Linked DNA regions of Drosophila melanogaster: region 1 is linked to region 2. Evidence: chromatin contacts called from public Hi-C data. All regions are on one chromosome and are shown on one strand. Each heading gives the region's core, a stretch centred on a gene start, on an enhancer-like site or on the middle of the called end of the contact. The rest is flanking DNA. Distances are from core to core; before and after follow the strand shown. Region 1 holds the start of SelR (Selenoprotein R). Region 2 holds the start of CG8032.

Region 1 (7,749 bases), core at 1,346-3,845, 2.2 Mb before region 2:
GGTGCTGGACAGGAGATTTCCACGCGACCCTTCCAGCTGGTCGTGGGTCGCGTGTGGAAGGGTTCCGCCTTCGGAGGCTGGCGCTCCGTTTCCGATGTTCCCAAATTGGTGGAGGACTACCTGAAGAAGGATCTGCTGGTGGACGAGTTCATCACCCACGAGCTGCCGCTGTCGCAGATCAACGAGGCATTCGATCTGATGCACAAGGGCGAGAGTATCCGATCCATTATTAAGTACTAAGCATGAGATAACAATTCTTTGCTTTTCACTTTTTATACAAGTTGGCAATCGCATGCGATTGCTTAAAATAATAAACTCCCAGTGTATATGTACATAAGAGTATCTTCATTGGGGGTCGGATTACTGTCCCTCTCGCGCTTACTCCTCATAATTGCTTGGATTTGCTTATCTGCACTGCCCCACTAAATCTCGAAGTTCAACAACTTGGAATTGTTCGAGATTGCGGTTACTTAATACGTATGTATATTTCAAGAATTTCGCAACATTGTTATAGATTGATAGAGTTATCTGATGACCCAAACTAAACTCACTGCCGGACATCCCCTAAGGCCCCGAAAGTTGTAGATTAAAGGTCAATCGTAAGAACAAGATTGGAATAACCAAGTGGAGCGATAAGACAGGTACTTTGTGCTGTTTTCACCATATGAAAAAGTCACGATTACACGTATAGAATGCCTGTATTTAAATACGCACTACAACAACGTTTGCAGACAAACACGCGTACAGATACTTAAAAATGATAATAAGTCTATGTATCTAGTATGTTTTTCAATTTAACAAACATGCATGCAGTTTTGGTTTCGTCGTTACATATAAATCTCATTTTAAATGCATATTTCTTATGGAACTCGCTAGCTTATACACAAGTGTCTTTTAAATAGTCTGATATTGCATACGTATAAGAGTAAAACTTTAGATGTGTTCGACTTTACTTGTGACTAAGAATGCGCTGACGTTTAAAAAACATACAGAGCAAACGAACACAAAGGAGTATAAATACTTTTTCCTAAGCCTAGGAGAGTATGAGAATACTATTGAAATACTATTATCGCGGGACATTAGAACTTAAATCTATCGAAAACACAAGAGATGGTATATAGGGAGCTATGGATTATTCTAGGAGTGGGATTCGGTTTGAAATTATTTGAGCACGGGCAGGACCAAAAAAGTCCGCCTCACATCCGCGAATTGTAATACGGGTCGTCTTCGCATGGCGGATATCCGTAGAGATACGGATGGTGGCATTGCACTCACGACCAGCGCGACTTCTGCAGGTCGATCTGTCCCTCCAGGGTCTTGGCCAAATAGATGACGAACAACTGCAGCAAGGCTATGCCCAGGGCAACGCCGGCAATCACATACAGATTCCTCTCGACCCATACTCGCACGATCTCGATGCAGCCGCTGGTCCAGATGCGCTTGCTGGCGGCGGCCACTGAACGCACCTGCACGCCATAGCCACACATGATGTTCACTAGGCCGGAGCTGATATCGGTGGCATTAATACAGCAGCTGTAGGGCACTCCACATCTCTCCACCGACGGCGATGAGCAGTTGAAGTACTCGTTCTTGCCTGTATGCATACGGACATGGAATTAATTCGTTTGTGGCTTATGAATCAAATACTCACTCCAATCCTGGTAGCCGGCGTTGCTCAGGCCGCAGCAGTTAAACTCCTGCTGGGCAAAGTCGATGAAGTTTTGCAAGTCGGAGTCGTCACGGTACGAGTGGATGATTTTGTCCGTGAACTGGTACTCGAGGAACGAGTTCATGTACTGCGGGAAAACGAAGCAGATGATGGCCAGCGACATCTCCAGTATGAAGAAGAGAAGCAGGCACATGGAGTACAGCTTTAGCAGCCAGGTGTTCTCGCGCAGCGCACCCAAACAGCCGGCGAAGCTGACCGTGAAGACGATGACTCCGGCGATGATCATCACCAGGGAGATGTTGAAGATCACATCGTAGATGGTGTCCAAGCGCAGCCAGCCATTGCCGTCCATCAGTTTGTCCATGAAGGCGTACACGCCGATGGCCAGGAGCAGGCCGCCGAAGAGCCAGAAGAGGAAGTTTAGCAGGAAGATCATGTACTTGACGCAAGAGGAAACGTAGCTGAAGTGGTGCGGATAGGTGGAGATCCGCGGGTGCATGTAGTTGCCCCCCTGATGGTATCTGTGATTGCTCATGGCCACGCGAATGTGCAAGTCGTGTTTTCAGCCGAGTATTTCGATGAGTATTACTTTTCCTGGTATTTTTGCCCAGGTTTCCTCCCCCACGGTTTTTTCTTTTTGTTGACGCCCTCTTTGCGTGTGGTCTCTTCAGCGGCCTGCACGGCTGTTTTGCTATAGTTTCGCAGTGCGTCAGTGGTGGACTGTCTAACTCTGGTGTTTCCCCGCAGCGAATATGATGAATTAACGCACTAGCTTAAATTTTATGACTGATAAGCAAATTTATGGAGCCACTAAAAATAACAAAGTGCCCGGCGTTGCCAGACGTGCTGTCCAATTAGGCAGCAGTTGGCAGCGCGGCCAGTCAGCTGTTCGCGTGACCGTACTGCCTTTGTTGCCTATCATCCAGCATTCGATTGGCAACGCGAGCCAGCCAGGTGTTTGATTTTCATCGCGTGCAGCTGTTTTCCCAAGCAGCTTTTTTTGTATTAGTTTTTAATTTTCCACCGCTGCGTAACATTGCGACGCACGCTTGTTTTCGCCCGCGTTTGGCGCATTCATAAACAAAAGGCCAAAAATAGAATCAGCACCATTTAGAGCGCTATTCAGCAGGTGAGTAGTTTTCCAGCTTAGAGAAAACCCAAGGACGCACCATTTAAGTGTGGGAAAATTAAGTGTTTTTTCTTTTCGGTTCTCCGCTGGTGACATTGAAGCACAATTGCGAGCGCATTTTCCCTAATTGAGTTGCGACTTTCTCTGCACTGCGCTTTCTCCTCGCCAAGCGTTCAAAAGCAGAAAAGCGCACGAAAATAGAACGGAAAATGTGGGAAATGTGGTAGACGGAAGTGGCAACGCGAATTGCATAAATATTAGTTAGTACGCGTGGGCAGTGCGCAGTGGACAAAACATTGACTTTTCCTCCTTGCTCTGCTCATTTTCCCCCTGTTGCTGTGCTGATTAAATAACCAGGCAGTGCCAAGTGCAGTTGTCACCTGAAATTAGCCACATAATGTTTGCACTTTCTGCTCGCCACGCACTGCGGCGCACTCGAATATTCGCCATTCCACGCTTTTTCGCAGGTGAGTTGCACTAAAAAGTCGCAGGTATAGTTTGTAATACCTGTGGGCGTGTCAGCCCATGCTCATCGATTGGCCATCGGCTAATTTTAGACACAATTTGAGTTGATTTTTTTATACATTTGCATTCTATATGAACGCAATTTAGCCGCTATTTTCTGACTTTGCTCGCAATGAATTCATTGTCTTCAATTGCCCGCGACACACTTGGCTGGCTTTTCTATTGTTGCACTCGGAAAAACCGAAAATAAAAGGTGACTGCTCCACCTACGCTATTCGATTTTCGGTTTTTTTTTCGGCTTTTCCTTCGCCTTCGTTTGCTTTGGGCGCCACTCCGTTTGATTGACGGCGGGCAAGCAGCATAAAAAGCCATAAAACTATTTTTGGCCCAATGCGTTTCTCCACTCCATTTGTTGGCCGCACTTAACAAATCTGTTTACACCTTCATTAATTAGCAGGCAAGTTTGTATACAAAATTGGTGTTACTAATTCCCTGGATGCACAACTTTGATTTTGAGTTTTCAAGATTGTTAACAAATTGTTTAAGAAAATGATAAGTATTTTCTATATTTTGTACGCTATATATAGCTTTTGTTTAATATTGGAATAAGAATATTTATGTATATATTTCCTTATCAAATTGGGTTCCAAAAATGCCAAAAATTTTCTTCATATAATTCATTTTCATAAATGGTATGGTATCGTTTGTATGAGAAAACAAGATGATTATGAGTTTCGAGAAAGTATTTTCAGCAACTCATGGCTGATAGTAGTAAGCTTCTTATCGTCAGATGGCCGCATTCAAATAAGCGAGTTGAGATTGCCCAAGGTTTCGTTGAAAGTCCCACCGATAAGTGGGCAGATTATGAGGGAAATCTTACAGAAGCTTGACGAAATCCCCTACTCAGTTTCCATTACCCAACTGCTGGCGAACCGAAAAGCACACTCAAACCGACCCGACCGCAAATCAAATACCAAAGTATTGTATTGCATTCCAGATTCACGCCAAGACAGCGACAATCCGGACAAAAGGTATTCCGGACCAGCAGCGACTATGGATAACAAGAGCGAGAAGGTTACGGTGAACAAGGAGGAGCTGCGCAAGCGCCTGACCCCGGTGCAGTATCAGGTTACCCAGGAGGCGGGCACCGAGCGACCCTTCACAGGTGAGTCTCTCCTAACAAAACATGCAGCCATAAGCCATTATCAAGATGGAACGCCACCCCTCGAACAAAGTGCATTCAATTCTGATTCCCAAATGATGGAATGCAATGTCCACAGGTTGCTACAACAAACACTACGAGAAGGGCGTGTACCAGTGCATCGTGTGCCACCAGGATCTGTTCAGCTCGGAGACCAAGTACGACTCGGGATGCGGATGGCCGGCCTTCAACGATGTCCTAGACAAGGGCAAGGTCACGCTGCACCGCGATGCCAGCATACCAGGTGCGTATTGGCCAGGCGGCCCACTTTTGGCCAAGACCTTGCTCGGCACTTTTAGCTGTTGATTATTGCAAAGCGTTTTGAGTTATGTTTTTATTTGAGTTGCTGTTCCGTTGCCGCACCCAAGAGTTGAGAATTTCATTTGCGTTTATCCACCTAGGAGACAATATAACCCAGACTAGAGTAATTATTCGCCTAGTTGTCATGTGTGAATAAGAGCAATCATAAGATTACCAAGTTTATAAAGAAGCCTTGATAACGATTAATTGTAGAGTTATATAAGCATATAAACATATACATATGTATATTTCATATTTTGGTATGACCTTCAGCTTGATTGTTTTCCATTTCTAAAGAAAATGGTGTGCATAAGTCATTGTAAAGAAATAAAATCATAAAGTGAGATGTTTATAAGAAGAGGCTTATTAGTTAATGGCTTAATTAAACCTTATAAACCCATTAGCTAATATTATTCATTTAAAGTCTGTGCTGTTTGTGTTGCCTTGTTTGTTGCTTTGTTTCGTGTTTAAAATCTGATCTTGAACCCGACCCCAAAACTGTTCCACTGCCCAGAGTTCACTGTAGTTGTGCCGTTGGCCTTGCCATTGTTGTGTTACTGTGTTTAGTCTTGTGCCGGTGATTTGTGACTAGTGAGTGTTCCTGCTGCCGTTGCAGCACCTGAATGTGCAACAAAGCGAGAAGAAGCGACTAAAATTGATTCCTAACCGAGTATTGTGTTCTCTTATCCCACTCTTCTATCCCGCCTGACTTTCTCAACATTTCTTTCTTTCTAAAAAAAAACCACATGAAATACAACTAATGCCATATCGATTCCACCCGAATATCACCCACGAGTATCACTTGTAAACCGATTAAACCAACAGTAGTCATTTCGAAAACGCTAGGCATGGTGCGCACCGAGGTGCGCTGCTCCCGATGCTCCGCCCATATGGGCCACGTCTTCGATGATGGACCGCCGCCCAAGCATCGACGCTTCTGCATCAATTCCGCGTCCATCGATTTCGTGAAGAGTGCGACGCCATCGAAGGCGGATCCATCGACGGCCTCGTCCAAGAAATAATGACCGATCTGCCTGCTAACCACAAGGAATACCATTACACCCGGAGGAGTAGCCCCATATAGACCAGCGGTAGATGCTACTCCGGGTCTATAGAGGGCTGCAGGTCCAGCAAAGAAAGATATTTAGCTATTTTATAGGCGTTTATTATGCAAAACTGTTTAACGAACAAAAAAAAACATAGCTTATACACAAGAACGATGTTTGAAAATGTATTGCGGAACGAGGAGTGAGAGTTTAGTATTGTAGTTCAGCCCAGCAGATTCCATTTGCTATATACTTTTCCTACTTTTACCCTATGTATGTTTCGGTTTCAAATCTCTATCTCTATATTATAACTTTATAAAGTTTACGAAAGTTTTATGAACGGAAATGCGAGTCTACAGTTCCTGGCCTGGGTTTATGCACTCTTTTCGGTTTACAATCTCACTCACTGTGTAGATGAACTCTACTTCTCAAAAGTATCTCCCCTTGCATTCTCATCGTATCTATAGGATATGTATATTGTACGTTAATAAAAATTAACCCATTTTGTAGGAACTTACGTGCTTAGCAAGAAGTTAAGTTTTGCGCAAGGTTATCATTTATTTTGGGATAAGACGAGGGTTCCTTTAGTTAGTTTATATGTTTTTCTTTTCGGTTAAGTGCAATTTTCATACATATTTCGGTTTTGAATCTACATAGATCATTGAGCTTTTTCCACATACCATATTTCGATCATTATACAAGGTCGATTGGATTTATTTTTGGGCCAGGGCCATTATGTGTATGTCTGTGTGAATGTGGTGCTTTTATTTTAAAATATTATTTTCCGGTGCTGTATTTGGTTATTTGTATGATTTCGATTTACGTTTTAGTTTGTTGCTTTTTACTCACGCTCAATTTTCTTTTGATTTCAATAACATAACCCGAATACTTTAACCAACATTATATCCATAAACTATATAGAGTGTTTTAAACAATCCAAATAATGTGTATTTTCGTATATTTTCTATTTCTCTTTTTTTAACTCGCTTCAAAAACAAAAAAAAAACTAAATGTACAACGCCTGTAAACGTTTTTTGGGGGTTTGTTTTGCTAACCAAAAACACGAAAACATTTAACTCATCGCTGAAATTATAACACCCGAAAAAACGACACATGAAATGCTTAATTAACCAAAATAACATGTACGCCAAATCGTTCGGAAAATCATCTATATTCCTGATTCGTCAATTATTTTCACCGGTTTATGTGACTTCATTTCATATTGTTTCACCTGCCACCCATTGTTAATTATCGCTCTCTCTCTCTCTCTCTCTGCTGCATCTCCTCCTTCGCTCTCTGATTTGCACTCCCATTTATTTGCCGTTATTTCTTCGCTCTTTTCTGTGATTCTTTCTCTGCTTCACATTTATCACCCATTTCACAATCAATTTTCTATTTCTGTTTGATTTGTTTACACCGAAAAACTTTGAATTAACCTTGCAAAACGATCAAAAAAATGAATATATTGTAAAAAATGTCAACAAAATGCGCTACACAACAAAAAAAAAAAACAACAATCAAAACGTATCCAATTAATCCCACGAAATGGCAAAATACAAACTAAATAGGGGGCAATATTTTACTACTAATCGCACATCCAGAACGTATACGCACTGAGGTCCGCTGCGCCCGCTGCAACGCCCACATGGGTCACGTCTTCGAGGATGGTCCGAAGCCGACCCGCAAGCGCTACTGCATCAATTCCGCCTCCATTGAGTTCGTGAACGCGGATCCCGCCACCTCGTCCCCGCCCGTGGCCACGCCCACCGCGGCGCCCATTGCCCAGCAGTGATGCCGAGGATCAACCGCCAAACGGAGGAGGCAAGCCTCAGAGTGTCGTTGCTGTTAAGAAATTTTTCTACGTGTACTTTCTAACTTTCCGCAAATGTGGCCAATTTTAGCTCGTAGTCAAGTCAATCGCCCCTCTGTTTGTGTAAAT
Region 2 (7,602 bases), core at 2,801-5,300:
ACATGCAATAGAAATCCATAGGTCGCTGGTTCAAATCCGGCTCGAAGGATTTTTTGTCGAATTTTTTACAAGCCATTTTTAATGCATTCTTGAATTCAGCTTAGTCAATCCTTTTCATTTCCACCTACCTTATCCTTATTAGCTTTTTTACCACACCTTAGCTAAGTTCGAGTAAATGTATCCACAAAAAATTTACGAGTGCAATGCGAAAGACTTTCAAATAATTTAGGATATCTACATATGTTTTGAATTATAGACTTTTGTTGGCCTAAAACCAAAAGCACAACTTGATTTTTATAATACAGATCTCTCCCCATCGTTAAAAAATCAAAACTTTCTTCGACTTGTGTTTTACTATTTAAAATTATACATTTTCATTCAATAATTTATTTATTTAATTTATTTATTTATGCGTACAAGTCGATATTTTTGTCACAAATACAAATAAATATGCAGATCCAAGTGTTAGAACGGACTTATGAATACCAACTTTTCCTTTTCCGCCTTAAAGAGTCAACCAATGCATAATTTAGTTAGCAAAATAGTTAACGTTAACAATAGTTACTTTCAAATATACATTAGTTGCACTCATTGTTCGATCGTCTTAGTGTCAACCTTTTGGTGCAACCTTTTCTACGTTAAATACGAATTTATAAAAATAGGCAATATATTTGTATTCATACACTTATGGTTGCTAATCGGTAATTAGGTCTAAACAACATTATGTCTTTGTGCACACTTTTTCGTCCAAGTACAGTGAAAGCTGCTGCGGGTGCACGGTCTGTTCGAGTTGGCAGCACATTGATCAGCTCAGCTAATTCGTAACTTTTATTTATAGTAATGTACAAGCGGGTTCCAAATAAATTACAAAATAATTGCATCAACAAAATAAAACAAATGCTCACAAGGGATGTACAAAAATGAGTTAAATCGTTTTACGACGCTAGCAAAATAAATTACAATCGAACAAATTAAATATCACTAGCTAAAAAGCGTTTAAAGAGTGTACAAAATAACGTTAATAAATTATAATACAAAATCGATGAGTGGTCGTTGATTAGCTTAGACTCAGTCCAGGGCAATGCCCTGTATCCAGGCGCTCAGATCACTGCCGTCCGACTCCATGATGATTTCGTCTGGCTCATCGCTCGCCAGCAAATGCTGCGCTGCCGTCCGTCCGCTCAAATAGGCGCCGTGTACGGTAGAGTAGAAACTGGAATGGGTGTGCTCTCCGGCAAAGACTATGGCGGGCTGGGGAAATATATTAAAATGTGAACAATTGCCGGGGAAGCAAGCTTGTAGAACTGACCTTCATGGCTTGGGGCGTGGCATAGAGGGGCTGGGCGAGGTTCTCGATGTCCTCCTGAGTTGCGCCCACCGGTATTGAGGTGTATGCGCCACCGGTGAAGTCCTGCGACTTCCAACTGGTACTACAAATAGATTTTTCTTTAATATACAACATTCTTAACCAAATAATGTTTCTTTGCCTTACCAAACACATCGCTTTGGCTTGGGCACGTAAGGATCCTGCAGAAAGTTCCTAAGTATTTCCGTACACTTTTCAGCCACTGCCTCATGGTCGAGCTTCTCCATGTACTCCGCCTCCCGGCCCGAGACCCAGCCCAAGAGCAGCGTGTCCGTCACCTTGGCAAACGAATATATCTTCTTGAACCAATTCTTGCTGAGATACGCTTCGCTGGCCAGCTCCTCCTCGGAGCTGTTCATATCCCGCTTATCGTCGTCCCACAATAGCATAATCTCTGATATATCGGCACTGAGGAATGGTCGCTCGTACTCCAAGAAGATCTTGTCCACGGTGCCGAACATGAGATTCTCGATGGACTCCTGTTTGTACTGCGGCAGCACAGGATCGAAGAGAGTGCGATGGGTGTTTTTCAGTACGCCTAGCGGTATGGTGCATATCACATGGGCTGCATGGAACACTCGACCGTCCTCGCAATCTATGCGCACGTTGCCTGCAGGATAATCACAATTGCTGCTGGTGTTGGACTCCACGGAGGCGCCACGAATTTCCCCCGTCGGCACTTCCGTCACCGTTCGTTCAGAGTCGTCTGAATGCTCGTCCTCCGAGTTCTCGTCGACTGTCTCCAGCCCAGTGAAGGTCTTTTTCCGCTTCCAGTGGATTTTCTTCACCGGGCATTTGGTCAGTATGGACTGCTTGGCTATCTGAGCACCCAGCGGTCGCAGAATAGAGCTATAACCAGTTGGCAACACTATATTGCCTCCTTGTAGCTCAGTGTAGCTGCCTAAAATAAAATATATATTCATATTGTATATACTTTATTTTTAGCTTAGCCTTACCAAGTTCGAGGAGATCCACCTCGTCCATGTTGTTGCAGCCGGTAATGCAGGTCTCTCGCTTGAGCAGGCAGTTAAATATGGATTGCTTGAGGCGTTTTTCCTTGGGATCCTGGACCCCGCTCAGATAGATTTCGATCTCATAGTTAATGTGCTCTCCCACGCTGTGTATATCCGGCGGCGGGCTGTACTGACACAGGAAATACTCATCGCACCGCCTCAGAAAGCAGACGTACGCCTCGTAGATCTCCTGAAGTATGTTAAAAGGCACCTGGTGCCCGTCCTCCGTGGTGGCCACCACCTTGTGCGGTTTCGGTACGTTGACCACGCTGACTAGACCATGTTGTACGGCCAGCTCAAAGATGGGATTGCCCAGAACGCCGTGTATCCAGTTGGCGCCAAGTTCTATCTGTGAAATAGAAGTGTTTAAATAGGAACATCTCAGATAAGTAGGCAAAGCTTAACATTTAACTTTCTAGTATAAAAAAGATAAGAACTGACCTATATTAGATAATTTAGGGGCGTAATTAGTACATGTGAAGTGAAACAATGTGGAAAACTGGAAAAATAATAAATTTTTCAGTCCCATAACTAAGACTACGTGATCGTTAGCCCGCAAACCCGTGAGTTTTTCAGGGCATTGCACTAGATACGTCATCATTGGCTTAATTCAGAAAACCCCTATCTAATCTGACAAACGTTGCCGAAGAAAGTTGTATAACAAATTTCTTGATAAGGTGCCGCCAAACCGATCAAAACTATGCTAATGAACGGAATGAAAATCGTGAGTAAGATTCACGACAGATGCAATTACATTAATTACCCCCATGTAAGCATATGTAACAAATAAAGCTAACAATAGGCAAATAGAGGGAACAGGAACATGTATAAAAATAGCTTTAATGAAAAGCGTGAACAGCTGACCGACTGCGCAGTCCGTGGAAAAATCTATAATCAACTGGCTGGGGCGAAGAATGTGTTACAACATGCTCGTGGTTTTTCCGAGTCGGAAGTGTTTTTCCTTTAATACCATATGGTCGCCTATGATGGTTTGTTTTGGTTTTTGGACTTGAGGGGGTTATATAACAAATGGTACCTTCTGATTATTGCTGAGCGGTATGGACACAATGCGTCCGCCCACCCGGCCCCGTGCCTCCAGAATAAGGAAATCGTCACAGCCGTTTTGCAAAAGGTGATTTGCAGCCGATAGGCCAGCCATTCCAGCTCCAATGATCACGATCTTAACGTTGGTATTATTCCCTGAAGTTTGCGGCTGATCCCCGGCTCCAGCAGACCCAATATTGGCCATACCCTCCTCCGTGGGCGAGGGAGCGGGTGTTACGGGCTCCTCCTTGTCGCCCATTGCTACACTTTGGCTTCTATGTACATAAGCGTTTTAATTGCGGATACCCGGTGTTTATTTGTTATTTTTCTAGTATCTTTCACGCCGCATTTCAATTTTTCTGCAGGTTTTTTCGCTTGGCGAGTCGCGCGACTGTTTTGACGTTTACTTGACAGTAGGTTTATGGGTTGGGGGAGGTAGCAGCGAACAGCTGTTCGGCTGGGTGGTAAATATCCAATTTTTTTTAGTAAACATTGTGTAATAATAGTTTTATTTTTATGTATGGGAGTTTGATAAGCGATTTTTTCAGAAAAACGTATTTTAATTGAAAGTTTGAAGGATAAGTTTTACGACAGCTGCTGGTCGCAGTATTGCCAGACTTGAAGCTTATAAGGGTAAACAAGCCAGCTGTCATTTTACAGCACTAAATGTATCGATACTTTAACGTCTGTGATTTCATGAAACTTTTGATTTTAATATACATTTCAAATTGAAGATTTGAATTGTTTTAATTAAGACACTAACAAGTTTATTACAAAGTATTTGAAATAAAAAGTAATCGCTCTAATCACACTCCACTTGTTATCGACCACCTGCCAGCACTAACAGAGCTGCCAGACAGTTCCAACGACCTATGTACACGAATTACTCGTCGCGCTGATAAAAACATAATTTTTGTAAATAAATGCATGCGATGTGCAATGCAATAACGTAATCGCGATTTCAAAGCGAGCTATGTGATTAACGAACGCTTCGGACAACGAAAAAGCCCACAAGATGGCCGACGCCTACTGCCTGACGAACTTTATTGATTTTTCGCTGTCGCTGTCGCTGCCGCTGAAACACCACAATCGCATCAAGGTGAGAGCAAGTCAATCCAATTGAGTCTCACCCGCAATTTGATAGCAGACCATTCACTAATGCACGCCCTTCCTCCCTTCAGTACACCTGCTTCGACATCTCCGACAGCTATATCATTTTCGGTGCCTCATCCGGATCGCTGTATCTGTTCAATCGGAACGGCAAGTTTCTGCTCTTGATACCAAACAAGCATGGAGCGATCACCAGCCTCAGCATATCGGCAAATAGCAAATATGTGGCTTTTGCAACGCAACGTTCGCTCATCTGTGTTTATGCCGTGAATTTGTCCGCGCAGGCCACGCCGCAGGTGATCTTTACGCACCTGGACCAGTCGGTGCAGGTTACATGCATCCACTGGACGCAGGACGAGAAGCAGTTCTACTATGGCGACTCTCGCGGACAAGTCAGCCTCGTGCTGCTCTCCTCGTTCATCGGACACAGTCTGCTGTTCAACATGACAGTGCATCCGCTGCTCTACCTGGACTCTCCGATCGTCCAAATTGATGATTTTGAGTACCTGCTGCTGGTGTCCAATTGCACCAAGTGCATTCTGTGCAACACTGAGTACGAGGATTACAAACAAGTGCGTTTGTGCGCTGGTGGCTAAGCCAATCTGATCACATACAATCGATAAACTTTTACCTCATGTCATATTTTTCAGATTGGTAACCGTCCGCGGGATGGAGCCTTTGGCGCCTGCTTTTTCGTCTCGCCGCAGGAGTCTTTGCAGCCATCTCGTATCTACTGCGCCCGACCAGGCAGTCGCGTGTGGGAGGTGGACTTTGAGGGCGAGGTGATACAGACGCACCAGTTCAAGACGGCCCTAGCCACCGCACCGGCAAGGATTCAGCGACCTGGTAGCGGAACAGACGAACTGGACGCCAATGCCGAGCTGCTGGACTATCAGCCGCAGAATCTGCAGTTCGCAAAGGTACAAAGGTTGAACGATGACTTTCTGCTGGCCTTTACAGAGCTGGGACTATATATATTTGATATTCGACGATCGGCGGTGGTGCTGTGGTCCAATCAGTTCGAGAGAATCGCCGACTGCCGCTCCTCGGGATCGGAGATCTTTGTGTTTACGCAGTCTGGCGCACTTTATAGTGTCCAGCTGCAGACGCTGCAATCCCACGCAGTTTCTCTTATACAACAATCCAAATTGCTGCCTTGCGCAAATCTACTACGCCAGCATGTCCGATATTTTGCGGACAAGGCTCGCGAGGATTACGAACTTAAACAGCTCAATCCGCTGAAACAACTACTCATCGAGCGGCAGGAGTACGAGCTGTTGAACGATATATCCGTGATATTTGATGCCATAACTCAGTGCACAGGCAGTGCTTTGGATACGCACAGCTCGGGAGGCAGTTCAGCCACCACTGAACGCAGTTTGAGCGGCGGAAGTTCATCGAGAGCTCCGCCGAAGGGAGTGTACGTGCTGGAAAACGCATTCTGCGACAACTTGAAGCAGCCTCTCAAAACGGGACACTTCAAGGATGCGCTGCTGACGGTAACTGGTAAATTCGGCAAGAACATCATAAAATACAAGTTCAATATTTTTGCCGAGGAACAGCAGCAGTTGGTCAGGGAACTAATTCCAGCCAGCGAGCGTTCTCTGCCGTTCAAGGACATCAAAGCACGCTACGAGTCGGGAAGCGAGGATCAGGAGGAGGAAATTGTTAGGCGCTGTAAGAAACCGGCTCCCCAGGTTCCCCACATCAGTCCCGAGGAGAAGACTCTTTACAACCTCTACCTGATCGCCAAGAGCGCCAAGTTTAGCCGGACGCAGTGCGTCGATCGTTATCGCGCTGTCTTCGACGAGTATGCAGCTGGCGAGCTGGTGAATCTGCTCGAGAAACTAGCCCAGGTGATGGTAGAGCATGGGGATACGCCTGACCAAGCGCAACGCAATTGCTACGAGATGTATTTCGATTACCTGGATCCGGAGATGATCTGGGAAGTGGACGACGCTACGCGGGATCACATAGCTGCCGGATTTGTGCTGCTAAATACTTCGCAAAATGCGGAGATTGTCAAGTGTGAGCATTGCTCGTTCCCCCTTCGCTTCGATACCTCCTGCCAGTATCATGAGCTTGGAGCAGTGCTCCTGCGATACTTCTGGTCCCGTGGCGAGCAACTGAAGTGCTTTGATGTTGTTCAATCAGTGCCGGCACTATTAGACGTCTTAGCTAAATTTTACCTAGCCGAACAGAATCTCACCAAAGTGGTGGCCATCGTCCTCAACTACGGACTCCCCGAACTTCTGGCTGACGTGGGCAAACAACTGAGCGTGAGCGCATGGGGCCGCTGCTTCGAACAGTTCGTGGAACTGCAACGCGGCGGACGACTGGTGTGCGCCAACTGCGAGTGCATATCTGGCGTGGAACAGGAACAGTTGGGACGCCACTTCTTCTACAACTGGAACTGTTTCCTCAACATCGCTCTGGATCACATGTCCGCCGGGGACACGCTGGCGCTGATCTTCAAGTGGAGCTCATACATTCCAAACGACGCTATCGACCGGGAGTTCTACTCCCGCTGCCTGCTCAAGGGCTGAACGATATGAAAATTATTATTATATACATATATACGATACTTTATAGCCATATTTATTGTTCCACTAACTAATCTCAAGCTAAGGCCAATACCAAAAGCATTTATTCTATATAAACATGTACATTCACAATATGTATATTCTGAAGACGAAAGTGAATGAATATATTCCAGAGTTCGAAACTTCGAATTTTAGTTTTCTTTAACAGACTTGGAGGGAACTTGAGTATGGAATTGTTTGGAAATTTTTAATACCTATTTTACGGCAATCACATATATATACTAAATTTCAAATTTAATTTGAATTTCTTTGACTTTTGCTTCAAATAACGAAATGGGGTACAGCGGCTGACGCCTTATAAACAACTATTCCTAAACATAAACACAAACATTTTTGGCCTTTAAGAAACAAAATTTAACTGCCCAGCCTCATTTCTCTTCCATTCAAAAAACAACAACAGCCTAGAAGGGATCGACGCGCCGAAAAAGCAAAAGTGAAAAAATTCAATTTGAATTTCATAGACCGC

The links. Hi-C and Micro-C count contacts between places; a contact is called where the count stands out from the background.
Region 1: a Hi-C map of the Kc167 cell line shows a contact between it and region 2, with 2.9 times the contacts expected there. The contact joins the promoter of SelR here to the promoter of CG8032 in region 2. A contact is called at or near these places in 11 of 107 Hi-C or Micro-C datasets (the Kc167 cell line, brain, embryo and 2 more).

What each region holds. Positions count from the first base shown.
Region 1 is chr3R:10,863,488-10,871,236 of dm6, reverse strand. SelR (Selenoprotein R) reads left to right here and starts at 2,595. Exons shown (of 4, transcript NM_206473.4): 1 at 2,595-2,798; 2 at 4,277-4,428; 3 at 4,544-4,708; 4 at 7,412-7,749. The coding sequence starts at 4,317. The coding sequence ends at 7,602. It overlaps Tsp86D (Tetraspanin 86D), which reads right to left and starts at 2,529. Exons shown (of 2, transcript NM_079585.5): 1 at 1,652-2,529; 2 at 682-1,594. The coding sequence starts at 2,204. The coding sequence ends at 1,272. Fdh (Formaldehyde dehydrogenase) reads left to right here. Exons shown (of 3, transcript NM_079586.4): 3 at 1-331. The coding sequence ends at 240.
Region 2 is chr3R:8,660,563-8,668,164 of dm6, reverse strand. It overlaps CG8032, which reads right to left and starts at 4,050. Exons shown (of 5, transcript NM_001275451.2): 1 at 3,416-4,050; 2 at 2,323-2,728; 3 at 1,493-2,267; 4 at 1,310-1,430; 5 at 393-1,251. The coding sequence starts at 3,682. The coding sequence ends at 1,069. It overlaps p (pink), which reads left to right. Exons shown (of 4, transcript NM_001316526.1): 2 at 4,262-4,522; 3 at 4,605-5,105; 4 at 5,184-7,262. The coding sequence starts at 4,439. The coding sequence ends at 7,079. It overlaps bel (belle), which reads left to right and starts at 7,404. Exons shown (of 4, transcript NM_001275450.1): 1 at 7,404-7,602. CG8036 reads right to left here and starts at 297. Exons shown (of 4, transcript NM_141555.2): 1 at 129-297. It also overlaps tRNA:Tyr-GTA-1-6.